Regions from separate parts of the Zea mays genome. Here all the other regions are linked to region 2. The links are chromatin contacts, called in public Hi-C maps. All regions are on one chromosome and are shown on one strand. The core of a region is the stretch at or near the end of the contact, and the rest is flanking DNA. Distances in the headings are between cores, read along the strand shown.

What was found. A called contact is a pair of places that touch in the nucleus more often than the background predicts.
Region 1: a contact with region 2 is called in a Hi-C map of ear, with 2.9 times the contacts expected there. The contact joins the enhancer-like site here to the promoter of LOC100276620 in region 2. A contact is called at or near these places in 4 of 25 Hi-C or Micro-C datasets (bundle sheath, ear, endosperm and 1 more) and 1 of 3 datasets of contacts at active chromatin or transcription factors (leaf).
Region 3: a Hi-C map of leaf shows a contact between it and region 2, with 5 times the contacts expected there. The contact joins the promoter of LOC100285937 here to the promoter of LOC100276620 in region 2. A contact is called at or near these places in 5 of 25 Hi-C or Micro-C datasets (ear, leaf and tassel).

What each region holds. Positions count from the first base shown.
Region 1 is chr7:132,099,849-132,102,548 of Zm-B73-REFERENCE-NAM-5.0, reverse strand. No RefSeq gene overlaps it. Among protein-coding and RNA genes, the nearest start is that of LOC100272258, 26 kb to the left of the region's middle. Within about 2 kb of position 1,313, at least 20 of the 20 cell types and tissues checked have an H3K27ac peak or open chromatin away from gene starts, as enhancers often do. A contact at or near this core is called in bundle sheath, ear, endosperm and 2 more, where this site is marked.
Region 2 is chr7:131,847,327-131,850,026 of Zm-B73-REFERENCE-NAM-5.0, reverse strand. LOC100276620 reads right to left here and starts at 1,294. Exons shown (of 2, transcript NM_001150366.1): 1 at 1,068-1,294; 2 at 155-967. The coding sequence starts at 1,256. The coding sequence ends at 347.
Region 3 is chr7:132,071,266-132,073,965 of Zm-B73-REFERENCE-NAM-5.0, reverse strand. It overlaps LOC100285937 (gibberellin receptor GID1L2), which reads left to right and starts at 1,344. Exons shown (of 1, transcript NM_001158826.2): 1 at 1,344-2,700. The coding sequence starts at 1,571. The coding sequence ends at 2,611.

The sequences.
Region 1 (2,700 bases), core at 64-2,563, 250 kb before region 2:
CAAGCACATGAGACAATTAAAAGACTCTATTGTATAATGGAGTGTTTATAAACGTAGTCTATTAATAAATACAGAATTAAATGTATTTATATAGCATCAGATCGATAGAACAGACGACAAATTCGTATAGTGTGAAGTGAAGCGTCTGTTGCTACTTGGTTTACGAGTCAGAGACGTCTCTTAATAGAGAGACGGCTCTAAAGTTTTTTTGCAAATAACCCCTTAAACATATTAAACACCATTGTACATACCCTAAGGAACGCGGGCGAGGAGCCGAGCCGACGAGTCTGCTGCCCGCACTCCGCTTCCTCCCTCCGAAATGGGATCAGATGCGTAGGCCGCCGACGTCGAGGCTGAAGAACCGCTGAGCACCGCTGCAGCCAACATCACGGGGGCCGCGGGCGCAGGACCCTTCGTCCCCGCGCCCATTGCCACGGCCCAAGGGGATGCTAGCTGCCGGCGCAGGGAATTATGCGGCTCACATGCGTGCGTGCACGCTCCTCTGCCGAGCGGGAGGGAGGCCGGCGGACCGACGCAGCTGCGGACTACTGCTGTGACGGATCTGAACTGGGGGCCGGCGCGCATTTAGGGCAATGATTGGCTCGGCTTTTCCGACGGCCGCACAGCCAGGACAGTAGGACACGACGCCAGCGCAGGCGGCCGTGGCACGAGGAAGCCCAGGACCGCGGCGCGTGCGGTGAACGGTGATGGAGTCATGGAGCTGGAGCGGCTTGTGAAGGACAGGACTGAACGCCCATGGGACTGGGACGCTTTCAATAGCGTCGGGGACGTTTTGTCAGATCTGATCTACCACCGTGGTCTGCAGGACCCAGGAAGGATACAAGAAGATCAGTACGGGTGTACGGGGTTACCGCCTACTGGCAGGTGAATGTCGAGAGGAACTTCTGTGCGTTTGTACTGGCCAGTACTCGGCTATCGCTACCGGCAGGTGACTGTCGAGTGCAGACACACCTGGGCTCACTCACATGTCAGATACTACATACTAGTGCAGAGACGGGCCGGGCTTGTTTGGATGGGCTAAACCAACGGTGGCCAATTGATGAGTAGAAATTTATTATAGTTTTGTTTATTATATTTAATGATGAACTTAACTTTAATCCGGTAATCTAAATATGCTCTAATAACTGAACGAGGTGCGGCCCGATCAGACAGACAGGGTACAATGCTCAGAATCTACTCATCATTCAGCCATGCACGACTACCCCCAAATCCATTCCCCAAGCCGTGTGTCCAGCTACTACTGATGAGGTTTGCTGCCAGCTTGTGTCAACCGCACTTTATTTAAGCCGGGGCCCCTCGTGCTCGTGTCGTGTGTGGGTGCACTAAAGCAGAGAGTACAGCTGGGTAGGCTTCGGGACAGACAGACTGACTGGCAAATTCGATGGAGGGTATGGAACTTGGAAGCATCAACTGTACATGTACTGACACATCTGGTTTGTTTTACAGCTAGAGTACGTACTCCGTCGGAGCAGTAGTCACTAGTATGTTGATATATTCGCTTTTTATAATTGTGTTATGTTTAGTTTTTTTTTAAAAAAAATTAAGTCCAAATATCGATGTGTACGCACAAGGAACAAAGACCCCCCTGCGCCGGCACCGCAACCGGCCGGCTCATGTGCTTGATGGGCCTCGGTCATTTTCAGTGGTCCCTGCCGTCGGCTTTAAGGACCGGAGCACGCTCAGTCGCTCACTGACCGGCTGTCGTCGATCCCGTGTGTTTTCGTACGCACAGGGCATGGGCACGGCATGTGCGCTGCACGGAGCTCCATTCATTCATGGAGGACGGACGGAGTCCCCGAGCACCCCGATACCGGCGAAGGCGACCTGCCAGGCCGCGGTTGATGAGGCCGGTGGAGGCTCCAGTCCAAGTCGCCAAGACATTCCAGCACGGGCAGACGTGTCGCAGGCTGCCGAGACGTCTCTCGGCAGCTCCCAACTCCCCCAACAACAAGCTCCGAACGGCGTGATGGGATGGCGCCGCCGGTCGCCGTCGAGATCATCATTGCCGCCGTTGCCTTTCAGCGCGGGCACGGCTCGGCGGTTTCAGGGGGTTTAATTAGTACGGCGGCGAGCACGATCGACCCGCTTGATGGTAGCCGGAATGTTAAAGCAAGCGGAGTTGCCCAGAAGTTGGAGCAAGGGTAAAGCTCGCTGTAGCGGGGGCAATCAGCGTGTCCGCAGAATCAGAGGTTGAGAGTCGTAGCGTTGATATCCTCCTCCTCTTTTCGAACAAGGTTGGAATCATTGGAGTTAGGTGACGGGGGGCACAGCCGGATTCGAACAACGGAGATTGATGAAACCCACTGCTATGCATTCATTCATTCATTTCATGGCACTGAAAGCGCTAGCACGGCTCTGAATCCTGCCGGGCGGCAACACGTGTCGATCCGACGAAGACTTACTACACGTGCCGTGACACGGATTTACACAACCAGGCGCTGTTCACATTTCTCTTGTTTATCGCCGGATTGAGAGGGTGATGCAGTAACCAAGGCGTACGACCAGGTAGCAAGCGAGATTTCTGCGGCGACACTGACACGACCCGCAAGCGTCCGACCGATCGGCCACAGCGGTCAGCGGCAGCGCGTCCCGTGAGTGACCCCATGTCGGAACTACAACCTTTTATTATATGGCGCGGCTCCAGGAAAGCTGTGCCTTTGCGATAGTACAGGGTGTGCA
Region 2 (2,700 bases), core at 45-2,544:
CACGAACTTTTCTAGGAAGAAAAACGTGGAGTGAATCGGGACTAGATAGAAACACCATCTACTGAAAGTCTCAATGAAGATCGAGTGAGATCTCTCTGAGTAGAGGCCAAAAGAAAAAAAAGAAAACTAGAGCGTACGTCCCACTCACAAGAACTGAAAAGTAAACCAGAGTTTATTTTTGAGAACACGTGCACCTGAAAAATCCTTGCAAAAGATCAAGGCCTCGAACAAGCATGCATGCCACATCTTCGCGTAGGAATCCTGCGGGAAGCTTCACCATTTTGTCGGAGCAAATGAACTGTTTCGTGTCCTGTAGAAATGTAGAATCCCTATGGAACTCTCGCATTCAAGCACGCAGGCCACTAGCGGCGGCGCGGTCATTTACTGCTAGCGTAGCAGCAGTGGCTGCTTTGTGTCTGTAAGCCGGGGTTGGGCTGCGCCTGCGCGGCGAGGCTACTGTACTGACGCTCTTGCGCCACTTCCACGAGTCGGCTGGCGTGCTGGGCAGCGGCGGCAGCAGCGGGAGGACGGCTGGGCGACGGCACAGCCCGAACGGCCACCCGTCGCAGTCCCGGAAGCGCTCCCAGGCCTCGGGCGACCGGCGCAGCATCGGCGGGGACGGGCCTGTCATCATGCGCGGCGACGACGCCGCGGTCGCCGCCCGGCTCGGGCTCGGGCTCGTGCTGCGCGTGAAGCAGCTCTTCACGGAGAAGAACGCCTCGCTCTCGTCGTCCGCGTCGCAGTAGACGTCCCCATCGTCGTCGTCGGCCACGGCCGCCCCCTCCACCACGACGCACGTCTTGGGACTCGACAGCTCGTCGAGAACGGTTCTCGGACCGAGCGGAGCGTACGAGTACGACCAGGCGAAAGCGGAGCTCGACGACGGCAGGGGCAGCGGCGTCGGCGAGTCCACGCTGCACCTGGACCGCCTCTTCATCTGCCGGCTCCTCATCTCGCTGAGGATCACCTGCACAATCATTCATGGAGGGCTTAGCGAATTCCGTGAACGGACCAAGGACTGGATCGGGAGCTACGCGCTACTATACATCATATCAGCCAGTCCTTACCTGCTTGGTATCTCGCGCTTCGTCGAGGACGCTGTCGTCGTCGCTGTCCCCGCCGGAGCTCCACCCGGCGATCCCGACGCAGGGGACATGGCAGTGCGCGTAGGTCTCCCGGATGAGCGACGACAAGGACTTGCAGTAGTGGTTCGCCGCGGGCAGCTTCGGGTGGAACTCTTGCGCCAAGCAAGGCATTATATCACTCGCTCCTCCCTGATCAATCAATCGCACATGGATCGAACGATCACCGATGTGTGCAGGCAGCTACGGATCGGCCTGTTTCTCCCGGCGTTCGTCCGGTCACCGATGAGGAGTGGTAGAGATATAAATGGAAGAGCTCGGTCGCCCATGTGCATGACAAGTGCCCCGTAACTTAAAAAGAGAGGCTTGCAAGGAGAGCCTGTTGGCGTTTGTGGAATTCGTAATCCTTTGGGTTGAAGGCTAAGCAAGAAATACTAGCTCGTAGAGTTTGAGGTGGACATCGGGCGAGAAATTGCGGCGGCGGCGGCGTCAGATTGCGATTGTGTACTCTACTGCTGCTCGGTTGCTACATATTCTCCTATTTCTTTTCACAAATGTAAGCTTGGTTTAGCCAAGTCGAACTATTGTAGATTTTCTAGCAATAAATTATATTATATAAGTTAAAATAAAGGCAGCATGTCATAGAAAGTAGCTTTCGTTCTAAACCCAGTATTGTCATTTTTTGTTGTCGGTCTATAAACGAACGAAGCAAAGATATTAAGGGCTAGTTTATTTTATTTAAAAAAGAAGGAGAAGAACGGGATCTTGCGCCATGTGCGCTATATATCAACCTGCAGGAAGTACTCTTCGCGAATGACCGTAGCAGTAGCAATACAAGTCGAAATAATTCATTGCCATATAGGAATCACTCTCCTGCTGATGACATGTTAAAAACGAATTTTAATAGATCTCCAATAGTTTGATGCGAGAAAGTCCAACATGAAAGGAGGCTAACTACTAGCAGGTGTTCATTGAGCACTTATAACATGCTATTAGCAGGTTTATTGAGATGGACTATAGGATTCCAGTATTCTGTTGAAGATGAACTACTAGCAGTATATACTAATACATATTTCGAGTGTTTGGATTGCAAGGAGATTGTTTTATCAGCCTTAAACAGTACTCCCTCATTTTTTTTTCAAAAAAATGTATTTTTGACTTTATCCTAATGTAAACTATCTTTAAGTTTAGCATATATTAAACTAAATAGCATCACTAATATTTTCATGATCTAAAATAAGGATCACTAGATTTACCATAAAGTATATTATATATTATACTTATTAGGTTATCATGAGACAGCACTATAGCTTTGTTCTCTCACTTTAACATGCACGACTCGTCCCCAGACCCCAGGTACCAAACTGGTACTAGTAGCTTTTACCGGTGAAACGTCGCGGCTGGGATGAACTCGCCGTATTTGACTATGCACACCCAGACCGGCCAGCACTCACCGGTCATGTGATCCACACGCCGAGCCGAGCGCTAGCCGTGCAGCGTACTCATGAATGCGCAACAGTTGCGGCCGCACCAGCGACCGGCGACGAGAGCGACGGCGCGACACCTCAGACCTCGCCGGCGCGTAGGGAAACGCGAAGTGCTCCGGCGGTTGCCGTGG
Region 3 (2,700 bases), core at 95-2,594, 220 kb before region 2:
ATGCGTATGACGTATGATACAGTATGGGCAATAGCATTAGCTGCAGAGAAGGCCGGATATGTTAATTTTTTGTGCTATCTGAAACAAACGATGGTTCCACTGATTTCAACAAAATAAGTACTTCTAGGGCTGCTAAAAAAATTTCTTCCAGTTAGTATAAACTTTTTTAATGTAAACTCATGACCTTTTCGTGATGACATGTGAACTCACCACATTTTTATGGTTATTTACGGCTACTGTTCATGCTACTGTTCGTGACCTGTTCATGCTACGTGACGAATCCATCCTGCTGTCCGTCAGTGGCGAATCTAGCCGAAAATATGATCGGGGTCATCAAGAGCAGCTTTGCTATATCATACAAATTTTTATGAACTTTAACAGTATTTTGCTAAAGGATTTATAAAATTTATCGGGGTCGCCTGACCCCGATAAACCCCCCTAGATTCGCCCCTGCTGTCCGTGACCTGTTCATGCTACTGTTTGTCCTACTCTTCATGTCATGTTCGTGTCCTGCTCCTATCCGTGACCATCCCTGTTGGTGAGCTGATCGGCGAGCAGCAGTGCAGCACCTGTTTGGCGATGTTCGGCGAGCAGCACCTGTTGGCGATGTTCGGCGAGCAGCACCGCGACCTGTTCAGCGAGTAGCAGCAGCTGGCGAGCCATTCGTGTGACCTAGGGCGTATAATTACATAGGGGTAAAAGTGTCTTGTCAGGAACAAAATACATGGGATTTGATTAGAAAAGGAAAAGAATAGGCTAAATGGCAACTTAATCAATTAGAATATGTTTGTAGTACCTTTTTTGCGAATCAAATGTTTTGGGTGGCAATATTGCGAAGCACAATGATTAGAGTCCCAAATATGCAATTGTCTCTACTACTACGGAGCACCATGGCTCTGGAAAGATGCTTAGTTTGTGCTTTGATTATCTTGAAACCCATGCTGTGAGTGTGATGCGTGTGATTCAAACAAGCATGGAAGGGGTTCAAGAAACGCATGCAGCTTTTCTTCGCAGCGCTCAAACGCCTGGAGTGGACTAAAGAAGTATGAACCGTCCGTGCTTTTTTTAGGAGCCTGCAACTTTACGCTCAGATGCCAGTGGGGCCTTGAAAAAAACCTTTCCAGTTCGTCGAAAAGCGCGAGTCCCATGCCGACCACCTCGCAAATCAAGAGCACAAATCGCGCCATTGGCATAACAGCAGTCTTAAAACTTTTTTGGCGGGTGGTGTGAACTGTAGTGAATCGCGCGGGCGGCGGTCACATGCCCTGCACGGTACGGTCCAGCGCGCGAGAGTGAGGAGGAATTAAAGGCCCGGCCGGGCGGGCCGGCGCTAAAGCGGTCGTCGAAAGCCCACCACCACGATCCGCGCCACAAAATAGTGCGGTGCGCCCAGCCCTGTCGGCTCGGCTGCCTCCGCCTCCGCTCCGCGCCGCGCATATAACCGGACCCCAGTTCCGTGACGGCCTCAGTCAGTCCCCGAGGAGGAGGAACAGCTAGGTGCGGAAAGGCAGCTCTCAGTCTCACACTCTGCCAATCCCAGCCTGAGTTCTGCTCTGCTCTGCTTCTAGCCATGGTGGCCTCGCGGATCTTGCTCCCGCTGCTGCTCTCCCTCTTCCTATGCTCGCATTGCTGTACCGGAGCGGCGGCGGCGAAGCGGCAGCTGCTGCAGGCGCAGTCGCAGGTGAAGTTCGACTTCTCCCCGTTCCTGATCGAGTACAAGAACGGGCGCGTGAAGCGGCTGATGGGCACCAACGTGGTGTCCGCGTCGTCGGACGCGCTGACGGGCGTCACCTCCCGCGACGTGACCATCGACGCTTCGACGGGCGTCGCCGCGCGGCTCTACCTCCCGAGCTTCCGCGCCAGCGCCCGGGTGCCCGTGCTCGTCTACTTCCACGGCGGCGCGTTCGTGGTGGAGTCGGCGTTCACGCCCATCTACCACGCCTACCTCAACACGCTGGCCGCCAGGGCGGGCGTGGTGGCCGTGTCGGTGAACTACCGGCTGGCGCCGGAGCACCCGCTCCCGGCGGCGTACGACGACTCCTGGGCGGCGCTCAGGTGGGTGCTGGCGAGCGCGGCCGGGTCGGACCCGTGGCTGGCCCAGTACGGCGACCTGTTCCGCCTGTTCCTGGCCGGCGACAGCGCCGGCGGCAACATCGCGCACAACCTGGCACTGCGCGCGGGGGAGGAAGGCCTGGACGGCGGCGCGCGGATCAAGGGCGTGGCGCTGCTGGACCCCTACTTCCAGGGCCGGAGCCCCGTGGGCGCCGAGTCCGCGGACCCGGCGTACCTCCAGTCCGCGGCGCGCACCTGGAGCTTCATCTGCGCGGGGAGGTACCCGATCAACCACCCCTACGCGGACCCGCTCCTGCTGCCGGCCTCCTCGTGGCAGCACCTCGGCGCCTCCCGCGTGCTGGTCACCGTGTCGGGGCAGGACCGCCTCAGCCCCTGGCAGCGCGGGTACTACGCCGCGCTCCAGGGCAGCGGCTGGCCCGGCGAGGCCGAGCTGTACGAGACCCCCGGCGAGGGCCACGTCTACTTCCTCACCAAGCTTGGCTCGCCGCAGGCGCTCGCCGAGATGGCCAAGCTCGTCGCCTTCATTAACCGCGACTAGCAGCCGCCGGAGTAAATCCGGTACATGCAGGCCGCTGCAGTGCCGCGACAACATCAGCATACCTATAGTAACTAGCGAGAGCGAGGTGA